2 separate regions of the Sus scrofa genome follow, and region 2 is linked to region 1. A link is a contact called in public HiChIP or PLAC-seq data. All regions are on one chromosome and are shown on one strand. Each heading gives the region's core, a stretch centred on a gene start, on an enhancer-like site or on the middle of the called end of the contact. The rest is flanking DNA. Distances are from core to core; before and after follow the strand shown.

Region 1 (4,635 bases), core at 1,025-3,524:
CAAGGGGTCAATACCATAGCTCTGCAGAGACCAGAGCCGCTTGCAGTCAGACTCTTAACCCACTGTGCCACAGTGGGAACTCCTAAAGCACTACTTTAATCATGTCTCTGCTCAACTAGACATCAGTTCAGTTACAGGATTGCGCATAGACCTCTTAGTCTCTCCAGTATGAACCTGTTTATCACTCCCTGCTCCCTTAGGTGCAGTCCCTGAATTCATCATGAGCTTTGTTGGCTCCTCCACAACTTTATTCTTTTTTCTCTCCCTGGAATGTCCTCTTACTATTTCCCATCTCAGTGCAGCTTCTTCCTTCGAAACTTCCCCTAATCTTCTTTGATTCCCTGAACATTCCCTCATTTGAAATGTATCATTTGCTGCCTGAGGTTAAGGTTCTTTGTAAAATTTGTTGTTTTTTTTTTCCAGTTATTAAATTGCTAACTTGAGAGTTCCTGTCGTGGCTCAGTGGTTAACGAATCCAACTAGGAACGATGAGTTTGCAGATTCGACCCCTGCCCTTGCTCAGTGGGCTAAGGATCCGGCATTGCTGTGAGCGGTGGTGTAGGTTGCAGACGCGGCTTGGATCCCACGTTGCTGTGGCTCTGGCATAGGCCGGTGACTACAGCTCCGATTAGACCTCTAGCCTGGGAACCTCCATGTGCCGCAGGAGCAGCTCTAGAAAAGGCAAAAAGAATAAACTCAAAATGGATTAAAGACCTAGATATAAGATCAGACACTATAAAACTCTCAGAGGAAAACATAGGCCAAACACTCTCTGACATAAATGATAGCAATGCCTTCTCAGATCCACCTCTTAGAGTAATGACAGTAAAAACAAAAATAAACAAATGGGACCTAATCAAACTTAAAAGTTTCTGCACAGCAAAGGAAACCCTAAACAAAATGAAAAGACAACCCACAGAATGGGAGAACATCTTTGCAATTGATTCAACTGACAAGGGATTAATCTCCCAATTTATAAACATCTGCAGCTCCACACCAAAAAAACAAACAACCCCATCCAAAAATGGGCAGAAGGTCTAAATAGACAGTTCTCCAAAGAAGACATGCAGATGGCCAAAAAAGACATGAAAAGATGTTCAACATCACTCATCATTAGAGAAATGCAAATCAAAACCACTCGGAGGTACCACCTTACACCAAACAGAATGGCCATCATCGAAAAGTCTACAAACAATAAGTGCTAGAGAGTGTGTGGAGAAAAAGGAACCCTAGTACACTGTTGGTGGGGTTGTAAATTGGTGCAACCCCTGTGGAAAACAGTATGGAGATTCCTCAGAAAACTGAATATAGAACTACCATTTGATCCCGAAGTCCCACTCCTGGGCATCTATCCAGAGAAAACCATGACTCGCAAAGACACGTGTACTCCGATGTTCATTGCAGCACTATTTACAATAGCCAAGCCATGGAAACAACCTAAATGTCCATCGACAGAGGAGTGTGGATCAAGAAGAGGTGGTACATATACACAATGGACTATTACTCAGCCATTAAAAGGAACGAAATACCGGCATTTTTAGCAACATGGATGGACCTAGAAATTATCATGCTAAGTGAAGTCAGCTGTACAATGAGACACCAACATCAAATGCTTTCACTGACATGTGGAATCTGAAAAAAGGACAGACTGAACTTCTTTGCAGAACAGATGCTGACTCACAGACATTGAAAACGTTATGGTCTCCGGAGGAGACAATTTGTGGGGTGGGGGGATATGCTTGGGTTGTGGGATGGAAATCCTGTGAAATTGGACTGTGATGATCATTATACAACTATAGATGTGATAAATTCATTTGAGTAATAAAACAAATAAATAATAGAATTTCTCCTTTAAAAAAAGGCCAAAAGACAAAAAATAAAAATAAAATAAAAAATAAATTGTTAACTCCTTAAGGGTTATTACAACATTTTACTCTGGATGGTACTCTCCCCCAGCACTTAATATGTACTCAAGAAATGATTACTGAATTGAATCAGAACTGAGTAAACTTCCATCCCCCACAAGACCTTATTCATACTTACTCTCCTAACAATACCCCTCTGAGTGAAACAGAATTGATTCTTCCTATTTTACTGAGCAGAAAACTGAGGCTTGAAGAATAAAAATAATTGGTCCAGAAGCAATTTGGGGGCAAGGATGGGGCAGAAGTTGATAGGGAAACTAGCAGACCAAAGCAAATCCAGTGATAATTCTGCTTGTCATTCTCCTGCCTGTTTAGTCTCTCTCATCTCAAGGTTACAGTGACAGCCTGGACTGAATTAAACTCTGAATAGCAACTGCAGGTCTGCAGGCCTGGGAGGAAGCAATACGTCTCTTTAACTCTCTCCTCAGAGAGAATTTTAAAAAGTGGAAAGAGAGAGAAGAAGGGAATTTAACCCCCAGGGAAATTTTCTGCAATGTAAAATCAGACACAGCTTTAAAATTCAATGTTTTCTTTCTCTGAAGATACCCAGGACAGTTTGTCTCTGTTGTTTTTCATCATATAAATTGCTTTGCTCGAAAGGCAAGTGGGAGTAAATATAGCAGCAGTATCTCTGATGTAACATTTACTGACCTGGCCTGGACATGTCCTTGACACTGTCCTTTAGAAAGGAAAGAGAAGGAGAGAAACTGTGTTCCTGCTGCTGTGTGTAGGAGAAATGCCTATTCCTGGCCATTATCAGGGTTCAGGGGACTGGGGACTGATGAGTACAGAGAATAAAAATAAAGAAGTAAAAGATGGTAGTGACTTATCAGCTTTCCTGCATTTGGCTGTCCCTGGCAGGTGGGCCAGAGCCAGGGCCAGTCAACAGCAGTATTTACTGAGGTGGAGGTGGCCAGATGCTCCTGCTGGAAACCACGAGGGGTTCAAGTTCCAGACCAGTTGCATTTTGAAAAGTGTCCTGCCTAAAACGTTTTGTAAGTGAACTGAATTCCCCTTTCCCCTTATTTTTTCCAGCCTTTTTTTTTTTTAAACCAACAATTAAGTATAGCAATGATAAAACATTAATTTTTATAGGGCTGGAGTACATATCTCAATGACAATTGTGATTCTCTCTGGGGAGAGGACTAGGTGGGTGGGACAGTAAATTCAGAGGCTGGGGCTGGGAGAAGGCAGAGCGGACAATGGCTCAGAAGTCTTTAAGATTTTGATTCTTGTACAATGAAAATGATTTACTGAATTACATGTGGGTTTTATTCAGGTAGGGAAGGAAGAATGGAAAGGATGGACTGAGAAACAGTTCACCTGTGATTTATAAATGAGACTTCATTTAGACGTATTATAAGCTCCCAATTACCCTCAAGTAAAATATCTGTTTGGTAGGTTAACTGTGATTATCTTATTTCCAGTGTCTAGAATAATGTTTCAGAAGTCTATTTTTTAAAACTTTGTACCCCTAATGTAAAATTTAAATTATAATACCATATAAATATATATATGTTGTTTATAGTAAATATATATACACACATTTCTGTCAATCTACCTATTTCTATTTGTCAATTACTTTTTTTTTTTTTTGGCCATGCCCACAGCAAGCAGAAGTTCCCAGGCCAGGGACTAAACCTGAGCTACAGCAGTGACCTGAGCCACCGGGGTGACAATGCCAGATCCTTAACCTGCTGCACCACAAGAGAACTCCCATCAATTATTTTCTTGTTTTCTTGGTCTTTTTTTTTTTTTTTTTTTTGTCTTTTTAGGGCTGCACCCACAGCATATGGAAGTTCCCAGACTAAGGGCTGAATCGGAGCTGTAGCCTCCGGCCTATACCAGAGCCACAGGAACGAGAGATCCGAGCCACATCTGCGACCTACACCTCAACTCACGGCAACACCGGATCCTTAACCCACTGAGCAAGGCCAGGGATGTAACCTATGTCCTCATGGAAGCTAGTCAGATTCATTTCAGCTGAGCCACGATGGGAACTCCTATTTTCTTGATAAGATAGGAACAAGAGAACCTTGTGATGGTACAGCTGGCATGCATTCCCCCCCATCTTAACACCACTAGTCAAATGAACAGAGCAACGCTGTTCTAGGGGTTCATATATACATTAATGCACACAAAATCCCTCAGGCAGTGCCTGGCATATTCTACTTGCTCTATAAAACTAGGACCCTTTCAGAGTTGCCTGGTGGCCTAGTGATTAAGAATCCGATATTGTCACTGCTATGGCACAGGTCAATCCCTGGCCCAGGAACTTCCACAAGCCACAGTTGTGGCCAAAAAAAAAAAAAAACCAAACAAACAAACAAAAAAAAACAAACCCAGCTAGGACCCTTTCTTTCCTCACCCTTATCCATGGAAAAGGACTGGGTTGAAACAAAAGAATTTCGGTTTGTCAGCATCTGGCCTAGGACAGTTAGAGTCAGGAAGAGTTTGATGTTATTTCACCAATCCTCTTAAAACAGGGAAAGTGAGGGCCAGGGAGAGTTGCTTGTTTAATAAAGGTTACAAACGCACTGAGATTCTTCACCGAGTATCTTAGTGACGTCTTCTAAACTTCCATGGATACCTCTGGCTCACTTCTGAACTAATTAAAATAACTAAATTACTCATTTTTAGGCTGTCTTCTCCCTTTTCTTAATATGTCTAAATCGAAAACTTATTTTACACCTCCATGTGCTGTAGGAGT
Region 2 (4,635 bases), core at 1,249-3,748, 57 kb after region 1:
TTTTTCAGCTAAGAACCTTGGAGGTGCTTTTGATCTTTGCCTCTTATACATTTATGGACAAATTATAATATTCATAAACATTTGTTGAGTGCTTTTCAAGTTTTACCAATCACTTTTGCAAATACTATCTTATTTGACTGTCACAACAGCTCAGGCTGGTAGATATTATCAGTGCACCTGGTAAGAAAACAGGCCCAGGATAAGTCAGTGAACTAATTGCTCAAAGTAACAGGGATAAGTTATAGCAACAATCCTTCTGATTCCAAAGTCTATATTCTTTTTTTTTTTTTTTTTTTTTTGTCTCCTCTAGGGCCGCTTCCCACGGCATATGGAGGTTCCCAGGCTAGGGGTGGAATTGGAGCTGTAGCTGCCAGCCTACGCCAGAGCCACACACAGCAACAAGGGATCTGAGCCGGGTCTGCGACCTACACCACAGCTCACGGCAACGCCGGATCCTTAACCCAAAGCAAGGGATCGAACCCGAAACCTCATGGTTCCTAGTCGGATTCGTTAACCACTGCGCCACGACGGGAACTCCTCCAAAGTCTATATTCTTTTCACAACACTAGAGTTCCTACTAGGGACAGATCTAGATTTTGTGAGGCTTAAGGTATACATAATTTTGGTGGATATCTTCAAGAAAAGGAATACAAAATTACAACACCAAGTATGACCCTGTGGATACACTGGGGAGGGGCTGCCTCTGCCGCCTCCCCTCCCCTCCTCCCCAAGGGAGGGGCTTTAAGGGTTAAACATTTATGGTTATACTATTATTAGGTGCTTACTATATGCCAGACACTAAAGTAAATACTAATTTTATTATCATAACAACCCTATGAGGAAGGTACTATCCTTGTTTTACAGAGAATGAGGGAGGCTTAATGATTTGCTTAAGGACAAAGAGCTAGAGGAACTGCCAAGTATCAAAGCTGGAATTCAGATCTAATCCTGGGTCCATATTGTGAACCTATCACACTAAGCCCCTCCAAAGCCTTCTTTTGCTATTTGCTGGGAATCATCTACTTCTACCACTTCCCACTACATTCCATTAGTTAGGTTCACACGTGAACTAGTCCTAGTTTGTCTAACTCAACTCTCCTACCACTTACCCTGAATGCTACTACTTCCCTGATACCCTGAAGCACTGCTTTCCCAAGTCCTGGCTACCCTAAGGACCTGAAGTGCCTTCCTTCTCTGTATTTATTAAAGGTAAAAAGCAATCATTGCTTATAAGCATATCTGGCTATTCTAATTGTCCTGAACTGTCACTGAAAACTTTTGTTGTGTGAAACAGAAGCAGAGTGGGTGAGAGAAAGAAAGCACACAGGAGGAGTTTTTAGACCTTTCCCTCAACCCCCACTCCATCACAATCTAGGTTCTTCATTTGCAAAACAAAAAGCTTAAGGCCAACCGTACTGAGCAGTAGAGAGAATTAAGTGGGGAGGAGGGGAAGGGAGGCGGCAGAGGCAGGCCTGTGCTCATCAACTGCTGGTAGATTTCTACCTGCCTCCCTTCACCTCCCCAGAAATTTATAAGCGTGGGGCCTTACAAAGATTTTGGGTATTTCTCAAGTCTCGGACATCAGAGGCACTCCACGATCAGTTAATTTGATCACTTCAACTACAACATTGGGTTGGGCGGTTAACTCAGGTGAACTGCTAAGCACATACATAATCGACTCTAAAGACTTCTTAGCTGTATTTGTCCCAATCCTTCAGCGTTCATTACAAATTTGGCCTCTCTGCATTCTCATTTCCCCACGTTCCGCACACAGAGACCTTCCTGTTTCTAGCGTCCCCACCCTCAGACCTGCTCTTCTCTCCCGACTTCTGCGTTTGACACCCACCATTCAGCAAATGCTACAGACCCGGCTCTGTAGTAAGAAACTTCTCATGAAAACCACCAAAAGCCCTTATGAGGTCGCTTCTATTAGTGTTGCCATTTTAGAGCAGGAAACAGGCCCTGAGTGTTTGAGTGACTTCCCCGAGGTCCCTGAACTCAAGCAGCGAAGCCACAAGCCGCGCTCTTAACTGCTGGTCCCCGGCCTCTTGCCGGGTCCGAGGAGCACCCGCGTCCCTTCAAGCCCCGCCCGCTCCTCCACTTCCAGTCACTTCCCGGCTCCTCCGCGCGCCGCTCGCCCCCCACACCTGAGTCAGGCCCCGGGGCGCGCCCCATCCGTCCTGGGCGGTTTTCCCCTTTTCTCCGCCCGAGACTGAGGCTGAGATCTACGGTGGGGTCCCAGAAGCGAGGAGGTCACCCCGAGGTCCTCTGACGGCCAGTCCGAGGGGCGAGTCCCGCGGGGGAGCGAATACTGCAGAGGAGCACATCCCGCCGCGGAGCACGGCGACGCCATCCCCGCCGCATAGCGGGGGCGCGGCGCGCGGGTCTTACCCGGCCACCGGTCACGTGGCGAAGAGGGGGCGCCGGCGAGCGCGAGCGAGCTAGCGGGCGCGCGCCTGAGAGCTCGTGGAGGCGCGAGTCGCGGTTCCCGTGTAAGAGTAGGGGGGAGGGGGCGGCGGCCGGGAGGGCCGACTCCGCCTCCTGTGCGCATGCTCCGGCCCGAGGGTTATAAGGCAAGCCTCGCGGGCCCGGCCCGACAAAGTGCTGGAGAGCTGCGACGTGACTGGCGCGGCGCGTGGGTGCCGGGGCAAGCGAACAAGGCAGCCGGCGAAGGACGCGACCTGAATCCTGGGCCCCGCGGAACTGCAGCCGCGCCGCCGCGTCACGCTCACGCCTGGCGCCGCGAGCCGCGCATAACGGTTAGTTAGTAACGGGCCCGCCGCGCGCTCGGCGTGGACCCCGCGGTGTCCTCGCTTCCTCTGCGGGGTCGGGGGGAGCGGAGAGCTTGGTCCTCCGGAAAGGAGGGGGCGGCCGGGCGGGGGCACCGTGGCCGCAGCAGCCACGTGGCCACGGAGCGCAGCCTTGGTGAAGGAGACCTTGGGACGCTGAGGACGGCGCCTCTCCCGGCAGAGCTGTGGCCCCGTTGTCAGGTGCCGGTCACCGACCTGACCGAGGAGTTGGGTGGTGCTGCCGGTGACCTTGGGGAAGTCGCTTCCCCTCTAGTCTTCAGTAGGTCCTTCAGGAGATGCTTTTTGATCTGGAAATGGGACGACGTGGGGCTGATTCACGTGGTGCCTCCAGATTGCTGGCGGCGTTCTCCAAGAGAAGGGACCCGGGGCTGGAGTAATTTTGGACTCGTGGCATGCCCGCCCCAACCTCCTCTGCCAGCCAATCCTTGTCCCACCTGGTGACCTGCGGTAGTGGCTTGGGGGACCTGCAGTCCCCGCAGCCTGGGCGTGACTGCAGGGCTTCGAGTGGACTTTGCCGAGGGGACGGTGCCACTGGCAGACGCCCGGAGTGGTGCTGACGGGAACTCTTTGTCATTCAACCTGTGGCTGCAGAACGTCCGCCGCAGCGCCCTCGCTCTGGGGTTTTAAGACGGCCCTGTCCAGAGGAATCTGAAGCATAGCGTTACACTTGGTCTGATGCGCGCTTTTTGTTGCAAATACATCCCTTTTTTCCCCACGTGCATTTTAACATTTCATTTCTTTGTCATGACTTATTTGGTGCGACAGGCTGTTGCCAAAACTAGTTGGTAATTAATCTTAACCAAAAAAAAAAAAAAATTACTACTTCAGCCGAGTTGCCAGTGTCTGCATATAAATCTAGGCATCCATTGGTAACAGGGAAATGTTAAGTACTTTGTTCATAACTAGGTTTGAATTTTTTTTTTCCAAGAACTATTCTGATTTTGAAATAAACTGTGTACACTTCAGTGCCTTGATAAAACGGTTGTGAGATTAGTTACTGGAGGAAAGTCCGTGATAGGGTGAGCTCTGAATTGTGTGAGAGTTTGGAAGTGTGTGAGTAGGAATTAGCTGTAAATAAACAATTTTGGTATCAGCTACCAGCCCAGTGAGGTGAAGCAGAGAGTATTTTAGTTTAGTTTTTTAGGCATTGAATACTCCCATAAATCTAAGTCTTACGCCCTGAGGTACAATTTACCTTTAAATTGTCATGTAAATAGTAAAGAATTTAAGATATCTAGCCCTTAAAACAAGTACTGGATAAGTATTATTTAAATGCTGAAGTTACTTCAGTAATTAATTCAGGGATTAGATAGATGCTGTTCTTTCTTTGGATTGCAGTGACCCTTGATAAAAATGCAAGTTAATGGTCTGGGGAGCATTATGCGAGTTTTTTTTTTTATAGCTGAATGGGTTTAAAGGTTTAGTTTTAGGCTTAACATAATAGGCTGTAACATACCTAAACAGATTAAAAAGGAAAAAAGATCATGCCACCATAGGATGAACCAAGTGACCAGTGTTTCAAGAGTTTACATATCTTTTGGCCTTTTATATATTAATGCATGTAACTCTGGAAAGGATCTTCATGCCCAGCTAGTCACTTTCCCTTATTTTACAGATTAGAAAACTAAGGCTGTAGAAGTTAAGTGACTTCTCAACTTTTTAATGATTGGATGGGAATTATGTGTGGTTTTTTTTTTCCCATATTAAAAAATTTTATTGAAGTAGAATTGATTTACAAGTTGTGATCATTTCTGCTATACAACAAAGTGATTCAGTTACACATATACACACATCCATTCTTTTTCAGATTCTTTTCCCATATAGA

The links. HiChIP or PLAC-seq counts read pairs in DNA pulled down with a chosen protein or histone mark.
Region 2: an H3K27ac HiChIP or PLAC-seq map of skeletal muscle shows a contact between it and region 1. The contact joins the promoter of LRIG2 here to the enhancer-like site in region 1. A contact is called at or near these places in 1 of 5 promoter capture datasets (liver), 12 of 47 Hi-C or Micro-C datasets (embryonic fibroblasts, epiblast stem cells, fetal skeletal muscle and 4 more) and 1 of 2 datasets of contacts at active chromatin or transcription factors (skeletal muscle).

Annotation. Positions count from the first base shown.
Region 1 is chr4:107,451,862-107,456,496 of Sscrofa11.1, forward strand. The region is part of intron 1 of LRIG2 (leucine-rich repeats and immunoglobulin-like domains protein 2); the gene reads right to left. Among named protein-coding and RNA genes, the nearest start is that of LRIG2, 57 kb to the right of the region's middle. Within about 2 kb of position 2,275, at least 8 of the 83 cell types and tissues checked have an H3K27ac peak or open chromatin away from gene starts, as enhancers often do. A contact at or near this core is called in liver and skeletal muscle, where this site is marked.
Region 2 is chr4:107,508,810-107,513,444 of Sscrofa11.1, forward strand. LRIG2 (leucine-rich repeats and immunoglobulin-like domains protein 2) reads right to left here and starts at 2,499. Exons shown (of 18, transcript XM_021090738.1): 1 at 2,392-2,499. It also overlaps a transcript of SLC16A1 not described here.